Linked DNA regions of Mus musculus: region 1 is linked to region 2. The links are chromatin contacts, called in public HiCAR-type maps. All regions are on one chromosome and are shown on one strand. Each heading gives the region's core, a stretch centred on a gene start, on an enhancer-like site or on the middle of the called end of the contact. The rest is flanking DNA. Distances are from core to core; before and after follow the strand shown.

The links. HiCAR-type assays count read pairs that join an accessible place to other places.
Region 1: a contact with region 2 is called in a HiCAR-type map of astrocytes, with 3 times the contacts expected there. The contact joins the promoter of H2bu2 here to the enhancer-like site in region 2. A contact is called at or near these places in 3 of 39 promoter capture datasets (hippocampal neurons, pre-B cells and stem cell-derived epiblast-like cells), 2 of 115 datasets of contacts at active chromatin or transcription factors (astrocytes and forebrain) and 1 of 9 other capture datasets (embryonic stem cells).

The regions. Positions count from the first base shown.
Region 1 is chr11:58,946,558-58,952,899 of GRCm38.p6, reverse strand. It overlaps H2bu2 (H2B.U histone 2), which reads right to left and starts at 3,989. Exons shown (of 1, transcript NM_030082.4): 1 at 3,528-3,989. The coding sequence starts at 3,960. The coding sequence ends at 3,580. It overlaps Gm51864 (a long non-coding RNA gene), which reads left to right and starts at 2,145. Exons shown (of 2, transcript XR_003949558.1): 1 at 2,145-2,856.
Region 2 is chr11:57,959,855-57,966,125 of GRCm38.p6, reverse strand. No RefSeq gene overlaps it. Among named protein-coding and RNA genes, the nearest start is that of Larp1, 46 kb to the left of the region's middle. Within about 2 kb of position 3,360, at least 400 of the 459 cell types and tissues checked have an H3K27ac peak or open chromatin away from gene starts, as enhancers often do. A contact at or near this core is called in astrocytes, embryonic stem cells, forebrain and 3 more, where this site is marked.

The sequences.
Region 1 (6,342 bases), core at 2,740-5,239, 990 kb before region 2:
GCATCATGTGTTTTAAAGTTAGCATCTGAAGCATTTTTATCTGAAGTTCAAGTAACTGCAAAGATACAAATGACAAACCAGGAATTTTTTTAAAAATCATTTTTTTAAAACCATTCTTGAAAATACCTATTGCTTCATCAATTTAATACAAGTCAGGTCAAAATAATTCTTAAAAAGATATTTCATATTATTCTCTTTGAAAATATCTCTCTTATTTTCCTTCTGCCAACAACAGTTACATGTATATTACATTTAACTATTTGCTGCTTCCAGAATTGTCTATTGAAATTTAAACATGCCAACTAAATTATCTCGGTATTTTTTTTTAAAAAAAAAGGACACAGGGACGGTGGAGAATCGGTTAAGACATGAACCATTTAGTTTTAGTAAAACTAGTCTTTCACTTAGGTTTGATGGGAGGAGGTATACTGGCTGGTTTTGTGTCAACAACACAGGCTGGGGTTATCACAGAGAAAGGAGCTTCAGTTGAGGAAATGCCTCCATGAGATCCAACTGTAAGGCATTTTCTCAATTAGTGATCAAGGGGGAAAGGCCCTTGTGGATGGGACCATCTCTGGGCTGGTAGTCTTAGGTTATATAAGAGAGCATGCTGAGAAAGCCAGGGGAAGCAAGCCAGTAAGGAACATCCCTCCATGGCCTCTGCATCAGCTCCTGCTCCCTGACCTGCTTGAGTTCCAGTCCTGACTTCTTTCAGTGATGAACAGCAGTTTGGAAATGTAAGCGGAATAAACTCTTTCTTCCCTACTTGCTTCTTGGTCATGATGTTTGTGCAGGAAGAGAAACCCTAACTAAATCAGGAGGGGTTAGCTGGAGACTCAAACCTCAGACCTCTAGGCTTAGCCAAGGTTCTCCACTGAGATGCAGCTCAGTCCCTTTTGTCCGACTGCCCGGATTATTATTTCAAATTCATTCCTGGGCACAGACAGTCAGTGTGTGGCGTATAAACGACTTTCCTTTGATCTCTCTTAAGAAGACAGAAATAAACAGATAGAACAAGAAATAATAGATAGAAATAAGGGCATCTTGTCATGCTTGCCTTATCCAATACATTTGCTCCTTAGCTATGATGGAAAACGTGAACTCTGATCCACCATCAGAAGCGAGGCCTGTCAACAGGTCTTTCACATTCTGTCTCTGTCTCTTTCTGTGTCTCTCTGTCTCTGCCTGTCTCTGTCTCGACTGCACTCTGTAGCCCAGACTGGTGTGGCGTTCAGAGTTCTCCCTTCTCTGCCTCCTGGGTGCTGTTATAAAAGGCACACACCACCACTGTTAGTATTTTTAATGGTCTCAAAAATAGAGGATTTGAAAGCCAGACATGGCATAGTCCTGTAACGGCAGCAGTTGGGAAAAGAGACAGGTGGATCTTTGTGTGCTCAAGGACAGTGTAGTGTGCATATCAGGTTCCAGGCTATCCAGAGCTTCATAATGAGACCCTGTCACCAAATAAAACAAACGGGATTTGCACTCAAAACGATGGAATGTGATTCTCTGCGCTGATGCCAAGTGACAGTCAAGGCCTCTGGGGCTTTTGGTATTACATACAGAGCTGCATGGCCAGCCCCTGGTGCCAACTATTCTTTTTTTTTTTTTTAATTTTAGCTATGAGTGGTTTTTCCTGTGTTTATGTGCACCGAATTTGTGCAGAAGTTAGAAGAGGTGCTCTTAGGAAGGAGTCAGATCCCTTGGAACCAGTGTAACTGATGCTTGTAAAGCCATCAGATGGATGCCAGGAACTGAACCAAGGTCCTTTACAATAGCAATACATATTCTTAACCCCAGAGCCATTTCTCCAGGCCTAAGTATCCAGTTTTAAAGGAGTATTTACAGTTGCTTCATCGAGACCCGGTACATTACAGTTATACTGTACTGGGTTTCAGTAAAATAGAACCTTTCCCTCCAGACAAAAGATGAGCCTAAACATCATTTAGTACCAAGGGGAGGAAAAAAAGCAATGAGCAAATCTAGCACACAATTTAATTAATTCTCTAGCAACGCATTTATAGTTGTCAGTAATGCAATGGATTTTTTCTTTTTTTTCTTTTTTTTAACAAAAGCTGGAAGTTCTGAATAAACTGCTCAGGTGTGTTATTTTGGCAGCCACAGCTCAGAATGGGGGATGATCTGTCCTTTTGTAGAATGTGAATTTTAAGGAGTAGATGAAGAAATGTAGAAATTTGTCTCTGCTGTTGAGATTTTATAATATAGAAAACTGAGAGCAACTGTATACAAAATCAATGTCTCTGGCTTCATGTTATAAGAGAAAAAAAAGCAATGGTCAGGTGAAACTGAACAACTGGAGAATGTCAGGAGCGTACAACAGATATTGGGAATCTACAATCATAAGAATCAGGGCAATGTACATGGCTCGTTCTCTGGGCCTGAAAAACTTAAGTGTTAGGTTGGGGGAGGTAGGGGATGAGGGATTTGCAGGCATTCAGTCTGAAACAATGAACTGGTTATTCCCCAGGCTCAACTACATGTTCAAGACCAATTTACTAATTATTAGGGAACCAACCAAGAATTTTGAGCGAGTGGAAAAAACTGTCTCTTTAAGAAGAAATTACCAATAGAAAGACTCGCCTTTCGTGTATGAGACAGTAAGAGGTTAAATGTTGACAAGTGAGTGGCTGTCGCTGGAGGTGGTGTGAGGAGGAAGACCGCCATTGTTCACCAGTGAAACCACTGTGTAATCGGAACCCGGGGCAAATAGTTCATGGAAGATGGGCTTCTCCGACATGCAGTGAAGAACCACTGATCTTTGATTTTTAGAGGACGAATAGTTTGTACTATTCTTGCAAGCCTCATTCATTTAATGCAACCTACACTGAATACAACGTACGTAGCCTTTTGTTATTTTAAGGGGTCTAATTAATTTTAAAGGATGTTTCACCATTTACTAGAGCTCTGTTAATATATTCACACATTTATATGACAGATACTCTCATACATACGCATACATTGAGATGAAACAAAAAGACCTTTCATTGTTTAAATACTTCTACGGATAAAATACCAGAATCTTCACCGGCGGGATTGTTGCTTAATTAGATCAGGTTGGAGAACAGGAGCTGTGCAGCCCACTGTTAGGCATTTTGAGCAGAATACAGTAGAAAACCTGCTTAAACTGTTTCTGGCCAGAAGATTTTAATTCTGGCAAGGGGATAGAGCAAGATGGCTCCAACAGCATCAGCGCTGAGCGCAGCACTCTGAGCCTCACACAGCACTCTGCAGGGGGAGGGGAATGGAGAGAAATCTTGTTGCTGACACAGCCTCCCTCCCACCCTCCCTCCCACCGCGCAATCCATACCAAATTTCCCCAGGAGCCATCTATTAAACTACGCTCTCTGTGGCCAAAATTGAACCAAATTTATTAATACCATTATGAACAAGAGGTATTATCTCAGGATCCCAAGGTCCAGTACAACACCCCCCTCCCCCCCGGCCCATCCCAATGTTCATCAAGTGAATGACAATCTTATTCAGGTAGCACGCTCCTTTTTTGAGCTTGGAAGGTGGCTCTGAAAAGAGCCTTTGGGTTGGGGGCGCTCTCGCCGCGCCTCACTTGGAGCTGGTGTATTTGGTGACTGCCTTGGTGCCCTCGGACACGGCATGCTTGGCCAGCTCCCCGGGCAGCAGCAGGCGCACGGCCGTCTGCACCTCGCGGGACGTGATGGTCGAGCGCTTGTTGTAATGCGCCAGGCGGGAGGCCTCGCTGGCGATGCGCTCGAAGATGTCATTGACGAACGAGTTCATGATGCCCATGGCCTTGGACGAGATGCCGGTGTCCGGATGCACCTGCTTCAGCACCTTGTACACGTAGATGGAGTAGCTCTCCTTGCGGCCCCGTTTGCGTTTCTTGCCATCCTTTTTCTGAGCCTTGGTGATGGCTTTCTTGGAGCCTTTCTTCGGGGCGGGAGTGGAGCGGGAAGGCTCCGGCATCCTGCTGCACTGGCTGCACCCAGACGAACAAGCAAACGGTGAAGGCAGGGTTATTTGTCATCTTTATATTTAAATGAAGGCTCCAAAGTACTCTTATCTGATTGGACAAATATAAAATGTTGTAACTAGGTTACCCCGCTTCTTCTTTCCTATTGGACAGTATCCCAACCAATCCGAAAGTGTATTGGCAGAGCAAGCTCAGGTGTCTTATCTTTGTCTGAACCCTTTGTTTCAACGGGTACGATTTAGCGTCTTCCCCGGCTGTGCATCGGGCTGTGAAGGAACGTTGCGGCTGGGTCTGATCCTTGTTGAGCTAAATCGCCAGCCATTTCTTTCTCACCCTCAGCTAATGAGGGAGAAGCTTGTTGCCTGCTTAGAGGAGGAAATGACAGCTTCTGACTTCCATTTGTTTCTAGTCAGTCTCCATCATTTCTATGAGGATTCATGACCAAATTCCAACAGTTAATTGGGAAATCTGAAAGCAAACTAAGGTTGTTTTACTGGAAGTGTGTGACTGGGTAGACTTTCATTTGGAGAAAGGTATGATACTTGGGACGCCCATCACGTCTGGAGCTGAAGCAAGGGTACCATAATTACAGGACGCTGCAGGTTAGGGAGGTTACGAAGCGCTCTATTTCTCGCGCGCGCGCGCTCACGCACACCATCCCTCCGCCCTGCCCTGCCCCCGCACGGTACTGAGAGAAAATAAAAAATGCTATATATTCTCATGGCTCACATTTCAGCATCTCTTGGAGAGCTGGCTTTATAAAAGCAAACTGTTAATGTCCTACCTTAATATACGCTGAGTGAGGATCTGAATATTACTGATTGACAAATCCTGGTCTGAAGGTCAGTTAGCTGCTATATCTGGGATAGGCAATCTACGTCCTTTGCATCTCCATTTCTTCATGTGATGATGTAATGCCTTTTAGATACTGTGAGTTCATGTAAGTAAAGAGGCTGGCAAGGTGCCCTGTGCATACTTGTGCGTAATTTCTATGAGCTCTATTCACGTCGACATGCATTTTTTTTATCTCTCACCGAAATACAGAGAGAATTATAATCTCTCACATAGAGATGTGGCTGTCGCTCAGGTGTCTGCGGGGTGAAAGATAATTTGGCACTTGGCAGATGCACAACCAATGCCTGGTGAAAGAACAAACCTGGAAGCCTATTCAGCTGGCTGCTGGTGCCTGGGATGTCTCAATGCTCAGAATCATGAATTCATTTGTCAACAACATACTCCTGGTTATCAGCAAGAGAAAATGCTTTCAAAGCAGCACTGTAAAAACAAAACAAAACAAAACAAAACAAAACAAAACAAAACAAAACAAAACAAAACAAAACAAAACAAAACAAGATGTAGAGCCTGGCAATGGTGGCCCACACCTTTAATCCCAACACGGGGGTGGAGGCCTGGGGGGTGCAGATGCAGGCAGGTCTCAGAGTTTGAGGCCAGCCTGGTCTACAGAAGGAGTTCCAGGACATCCAGGGGTACACAGAGAGACCCTGTCTTGAAAAACACGAACAAGAACAAGCAAGCAAACAAACAGAGAAAAATCACTTAGGGGAAAAAAAAATTAAGGGTGTGTGTATGTGTGTGTGCGCTAACCCTCCTATACACTTAATGTAAAGAAACCTTGGGCTAAAATTTGCAACTACTGAGAGCCAAAAGGTTAATGTTAGAAATATCTATAAATTAGAGAAAATTTACAAATTGTTTAAGAATATGAATAGGAAAGGGAAATTTGAAAAAATAACACTACTATCAAACTGACATAAAAGAGATGCTCATTAAAACAATGGTAAATGTCTCACCTACTAAAATCGTAGTGGCCTGAGCAGCCTAGTGCACGCAAAAACACTGCCCTACACTGAAAAAACGCTGAGGAAATCTGGAAAAATATACCAAGGTTCTCTAAGCTATGCCAGAAACCCCACTGTTGTAGTCTCCCCAAGCAACAATCATGCTTGCAAGCGAAAGTGAGCATTCAGCTTCATAAAAAAAAAAATATATATATAAAGAGACGAAGCTCAACCATGAAAGATATACAGTAGAATCAACTGGGTCTCACTTTTACAATGGAGTTTGATTCTAATACCTTTAAAGTCTTGACTGGGCAGTGCTGGCACATGTATTTAATCCCAGCACTTAGGAGGCAGATGCAGGTCGATCTGAGTTTGAGACCAGCCTGGTCTACAGAGCAAGTTCCAGGACAGCTGGTGCTACACCAATAAACCTGTCTCAAAAAACCAAAACAAAAAACAAAAAACAAAAAACAAAAAAACAAACAAACCAAAAGAAACAAAACCAAGAAAAAGGGCAGGGCCTCTGGTAGCTCATCCAGCCTTGCATATCTGATCCATAGTCTTGCTTCCTTC
Region 2 (6,271 bases), core at 2,111-4,610:
GACTGAGCAAGCAGGCTGACCAGAGCGAGCAGGGTTGATCAAAGCCCAACAACCACATGAAGGCTCACAACCATCCCATCGGTACAGCAACAGTGTTCTCATATACATAAATACATAAATCATAAAAAGAGAAAGAAAGAAAAAAAAGAAAGAAAGAGAGAGAGAGAGAAAAAGAAAAGAAGGGAAAAGTCACTGGTGGTGGTAGGAGGGGAAGTGTGCACCTTAACCCCAGCAATTGGGAGGCAGAGGCAGGCAGATCCCTGGTCTACAGAGCAAGTTCTAGGACAGCCAGGGCTACACAGAGAAACCCTGTCTCAAAAACCAACCAAGCAAGCAAATAAACAAACCAAGTCACAGTGCCCTTCTTTAGGACAGGCTCACACAGTAGAGCACCTGCTGCTAAGCTTGAGGACAACCTGGCACCATCCCCAGGATCCACACGGTGGGAGGCGAGAACCACATATCATGTGATACATAAATAAATGCATTTTTTTTTCAAAGTTGAAGATGAACCTAGGTCCCCATGCATACAGGGCAAATACTCTGCTATTGAGCTATATTTCTAGTCTCAGAATCAATACTTTATTTTTGTTTTTACTCATATGGGTGTTTTGCCTGTAGACTGTATACTTTTTTTCCCCTCCTCTGAGGCAGTGTTTCTCTGTGTAACCCTAGCTGTCCTGAAACTCACTCCGTAGACCAGGCTGTCCATGAACTCAGGGGGTCTGGGTATTTCTCGACTGCCTGTTTCCCTTGGAGGGCAGAGAGAGAATTGGATCCCCTGGGACTGGAGTTACAGACATTGTGTAACTGGAGTTACAAACACATTGTGTTTGCTGTGTGGGTGCTAGGAATTGAAGTCAGGCCTTCTAGAAGAGCAGAAGGTGCTCTTAACCACTGAGCAATCCTGCCTCCCACTCCAATCAGTATCTTGAACAAGTTCGTTCCTCTCTGACAACTTGTTGGCATCCACTGACTTGTTCTGCCAATGAGGTCATTCCCAAGGAGCCCCAGTGATTTGTTGTTGTTTGTCTTTCTTCTTTGAGCTAGGGTCTCATGTAGTCCAGGCTAGCCTCAAACTCACTATGCAGCCAATGACCACGAACTTCTAAGCCCCCTGCTTTTACCTCGCAAGAGCTAGGATGATAGGGACCACCACACCCCACTCTGGAGAGGAGCAGTCAGATGAACCCACTTAATGGGGAGACTCATATGGCAATGAGGTCTCCAGGGCCCTTTTCCAGACAGGCACCCTGGGTTCCTCCCTTCATTTTACAACCCTACACTTCTCTCCGGAAGAAATTGCCTGTGCAACTCTCTCCTTCCAGAGAGGGCCCAGCCAGCGAGCTCAGGAATTATTCATTGAATTCTCAGGTTTCTTATTAGTACAGTAATGGGTTCCTGGGACTGTGGAGTCAGCACGCCAGGGGAATTCACTCAGGCTTTGGAAGTGCAGCAGCAAAGCAGGTTTCTGTCAATTGCTTCTTTCTTTCTGAGCATTCTTCTCTCTCTCTCTCTCTCTCTCTTCAAAACAGGATTTCTCCTCTGTAGCCCTGGCTGTCCTGGTACTCTGTCTCTCTCTAGACCAGGCTGGTCTCAAACTCAGAGATTCGCCTACCTCTGCCTCCCAAATCCTGGGACTAAAGGTGTGTGCCACCACTGCTTCCCATAACTCTCTTGCTTAACCTGTATTGAAATATCTTTACCAACCCCAGCTCTCTGTAAAAAATTATTTCCCCCCATAAACAGGTGAGACCACTAAATGTCAGGTAAAATGTGTGTATGTGTGCACATTAGCTGATCCTTAGCACAGTGGCTAGATGAGTCAGGTTCATAGATGGTATATGTAAGCCAGCCTTGGTACATGCCTGTGGCTTGGCATTTGGGAGGTGGAGACAAGACCTTTGAAAGTTCTGAAACAGCCTGGCCTGTCTGTAGCTGGGGGTTCTAGGCTTGCTACATAGTAAGACCCCCATGTCTAATAAAACAACAAGAAGGTGGCGTGCGCCACCACCGCCCGGCAACAAATAATTGTAAAAGTAATAATAAATAAAATTAAAAATAAGGAACTCTCACTTAAAGATCCTACTAGATGCCGGACGTGGTGGCGCACGCCACCTTTAATCCCAGCACTTGGGAGGCAGAGGCAGGCGGATTTCTGAGTTCGAGGCCAGCCTGGTCTACAAAGTGAGTTCCAGGACAGCCAGGACTACACAGAGAAACCCTGTTTCGAAAAAACAAAACAAAAAAAGAAAAAAAAAAAAGATCCTACCAGGAGACACCTGTTCAGTCTTATTATTTCTCTGAAATAATTCACTTTGTTTCCAGTTGAATGGGTGAGAATAGGCAGAGGGTAGAGTTGGCTGGCTCTTCATGCCAGGACACACCCTCCACCTCCCCACCCCCCACCCCGGGCCAGCCACTCTGCACCAGAGTCCAGGAACCCAGGGCCTCACCACCCTAGTCTAAGGCCGCACTGCACAACTTCAGCATTTGGAGGCTGGAAACCACCCCACCCTACTACCTCAGCACCTGCTTCTTCCAAGATGAGAAGGGTTCCACATCCAATGCCAAGTAAAACAGCCATTGTCTGTGCAGCCCTGAGACCACAGTCTGGATCCGGAGATGATGATCATGAACCAGCCAGTGACGGCCACATCGATGGTCAGTTTACGCGCCCTTCTTTCGTCTTTCTCAGTCTTGTCTCCACTGCTACTGCAAGGAAAAGTGTGGGAAGCAGCTACCTCGTGCTGGCTCCCTACCCTCTTCTAGAAATACACCTGAAACTGTTCTGTCCTCTAGGTTAATTATGGAACCAAACTATTTCACAATTGGGGCTCACTGTAACTCCCCTCATCAATTTCTGCCACCCATTTTTGTCTTCAATTTATATAGGAAAGGAGGCAGCCCCGCGTGATGGCACAGTCCTGTAATCCCAGCACTTGGGAGGTGAACACGCCCCCCACTCCAGGGGGTGCGGAGCGAAACCGAAAACAGGCTACCTTTATTGGAATTGGGAATGTAATTTTCTCTACTAAATATATGTTAATACTGGCAACTGGTCACACTGTATGGAGCAAAGATGAGGTGCAGACCGTATGTGTCCATGAGCTTCCTAGGTGCAATGCCTGTCCTGGACAACCGCTCACGTTCCGTTTGCACTCTGGTAGATCCATCCTGCGTAGGAGATCTTCCAGAGAACATATTAAAGCAGCCTTAGCAGGGGCGAGTCGGGGCGATGGCCAGCCCCAGGACAATGCTGTGACTGAGCCCCCGCTGAATTTCCCGCTCTGCTAGCCGCTCTCTGGGGCTAGAGAGCGATGACTCAGCCCGAGCCGAGGATTGGGGATAGGGGTGGAGAACCGAAGGAACGAAAGCGAAACCAGAGGGCACGGGGAGTAGGGGAGGAAGGACAACAGGACTCCTAGATCAGGAAGCTAACCTAGGCAGGAAAACCTAGAGAGAGGGCACGAAGAGAGCTGCAGGGGTGCTGGGTACCACACCTCATCTACATTCATCTACATTCATCCGCATCCCCGCCGTGTGCACGCGCCGCCCGTGGCCACACCCCCCAGCCGCACTGCCTTTGTCAGGGTGGATTGGGCCTGCTTGGATAATCATCCGCTGCAGAGGCCTGGGGAATCTGGCCTGAGCCTGAGTCTAGAGAAGGGTAGACTCAGCCGGGTTCCCAGGGGCGGGCGGACAGGCCGAGACGGTTTACCCTGCGCACCACAGATGGGAACTGAAAGCCAAACAGATCTGCCTCCTGGCTGAATCTGGAAGGCACTGGCGAAGTTTTCACAGAAATTTTTTTGTAATGTAGATGAATGGGTTTGAGAACAGCCTGGTCTACACAGTTCCAGGTTAGCTAGAGACCCTGCCTCAAAATGAAATATAAAGTAGGAAAATTAAAAGCAAACAAACAAAATCCTTAAGGCCAGGTGTATGCCTTCAGTAGGGACAGTTTGGTCTACAGGGCAGAGGCAGGAAGATTGCTGGGAATTTGAGGCCAGGTTGGGCTACATTGTAATATGAGTTAAAAAAATAATAATAACAAAAAGATGAAAATGTATCTAGGAACCATAGCGTTTTGTGAATCTAGTTATTGATTTTTTTTTCCAGACAAGGTTTCTTTGTGTAGCCTTGGCTGACCTCGAACTCGCAGAGACCTTTTGTGAGTTCTGTCTCTCAAGTATTGGTATTAAATCATCACCATCATCACCATCATCATTATCATCGGTGTTTTGTTTGGATATATTTGTATGTGTCCCTTGCATGTGTGCATGTGTGGTGCCTGCAGAGATCAGAAAAAAGCACGGAATTCTGCTGAGCTGGAGTTAAAGATGGATGTGAACTACTTATATGGGTTCTGGGAACTGAACCCTGGTCCTCTGGAAGAGCAGCCAGCGCTCTTACCTGCTGAGTCATCTCTCCAGCCCCTTATTTATTTATTTATTTATTTATTTATTTATTTATTTAAGACAGGGTCTCATATTTTTATATCGGCTGGGGGCTTTCACCTTGTAGCTGAAGATGACCTTGAATTCTAACACTCTAGTCTCCTCTCCAGTGCTGGGATTACAGGTTTGTGTTTGTTTTTGAGTTTGTGTAGCCCTGGCTTTCCGGGAACTGGCTCTGTAGACCAGGCTGGCCTTGAACTGAGATCTGCTTGCTTCTGCCCCCCTGAGTGCTGGGAGTACAGGTGTGCACCAGCACCCATCAGGGATTACAGGCTTGATGCCAGTTTGCTGTTTTCTTGGCTCATTTTGGCAGTCTTCCGTGGAGGATGAGGACACAGGCCCTCCCAGCTTTGGAGGAGCAGGAAGGTACACATGTTTTGCCCAAAGCACTCAGCATGCATATGTCAGCCTCAGAGCCCTTACCTTACTAAGGGGAGGCAGGAGGCCGATGGATAACTGCGCCTACCCATGTGATACATCCAGTAACGAGCAGTCGGGTCCGTAGGCGCCTTGCCCTCTTCTCTGCTTTCGCAGTGGGCCCCATCATTGAACTGGGGATTGAACTCAGCCCCTCGTGCAATCTCCCTCCCTAGCCTTTGCGCTGAAGATCTACCTGCATTTGATGATGCTTGACTTCTCAGAGTGTTCCACCCAAGCTACTTCCCCAGTTCCTAACCCAGTTTCTCTGAGCCCCTCCTCATGCCAGGAAACTTCCTACACCGTTTTCACACTTTCACAATCACCCTCCGACTCACAGTGGATTCCTGAGGTCAGCATTTGAGCCTGCTGGCTGTCTCTGGCCCATAGCTGTGCACTGTGCTATAAATGGCTTTCTTGGCTCAGTGGGGGAAAAAAAAAATAAAAAGGGTTAGAGTGTTGGGCTAAAGTAATTCCATTTTTAAGCTGTAGGATTTGTGCTTATGTGATTATATATTTAAGATGGAGTCTCTCTCTCTCTCTCTCTCTGTCTGTCTGTCTCTCTCTCTCTCTCTCTAGCCCTGACTGTCCTGGAGTTTCTGAAGGAGACCAGGCTGGCCTCGAACTCAGAAATCCTCCTGCCTTTGCCTCCCAAGTGCAGGAATTCTAAAGAAGTTTGTCACCATGTCCAGCATGATATCATTTTTGTAAATAAAACATCCTGGATGGGTGTGGAGGTCCATGCCTTTAATTCCAACATTTAGGAGGCAGAGGCAGTCAGATCTCTTGGTTTGCATAGTGAGTTGGGGGCCAACATGGCTATCTGATGAGACACTGAGAAAGAAAGAGTGAATGCATGAATATAGTTGGTTGTGACACTGAAAGACCCCTGTGCTCCAGAGCCTAAGGCAAGAGAGTATTTGGTTAAAGGCCAACGTGGCCTGAGCACCAGGACTCTGCCTCAAAAACAAAACCAAAAAAACAAAAACAAAAAAACCCCATAAACCTGGGCAGTGGTGGCCCATGGCAGGACTACACAGCGAGACACTGTCTCCAAAAATAAACAAACAAACACAAAGCAAAATTTGGTGTGTGTGTGTTTATAGATAAGTTCTTGAAGCTTAATCTAAGGGCCCCTCAGCTGCCTCAGCCTTTTCAAGTCATGTGCACAAAGAGGCACACAGCCAGAAGACACATGGCCAAATCTCTGAGGGGTGTGTCAAGCAGTTGATGGACAGGAGTCATTTATTTGTCTAGATTTGGTGATTTTTATGGAGTTGGTAAGCTTGCTGGCTACCACAAAGTATTTCCACTCTATAAAAAAAGTCCTCACTCTACCAAATCCTTGCGACACTAGAGCTACCAGGCATTGTTTCTGCTCTATTTTGCTGACC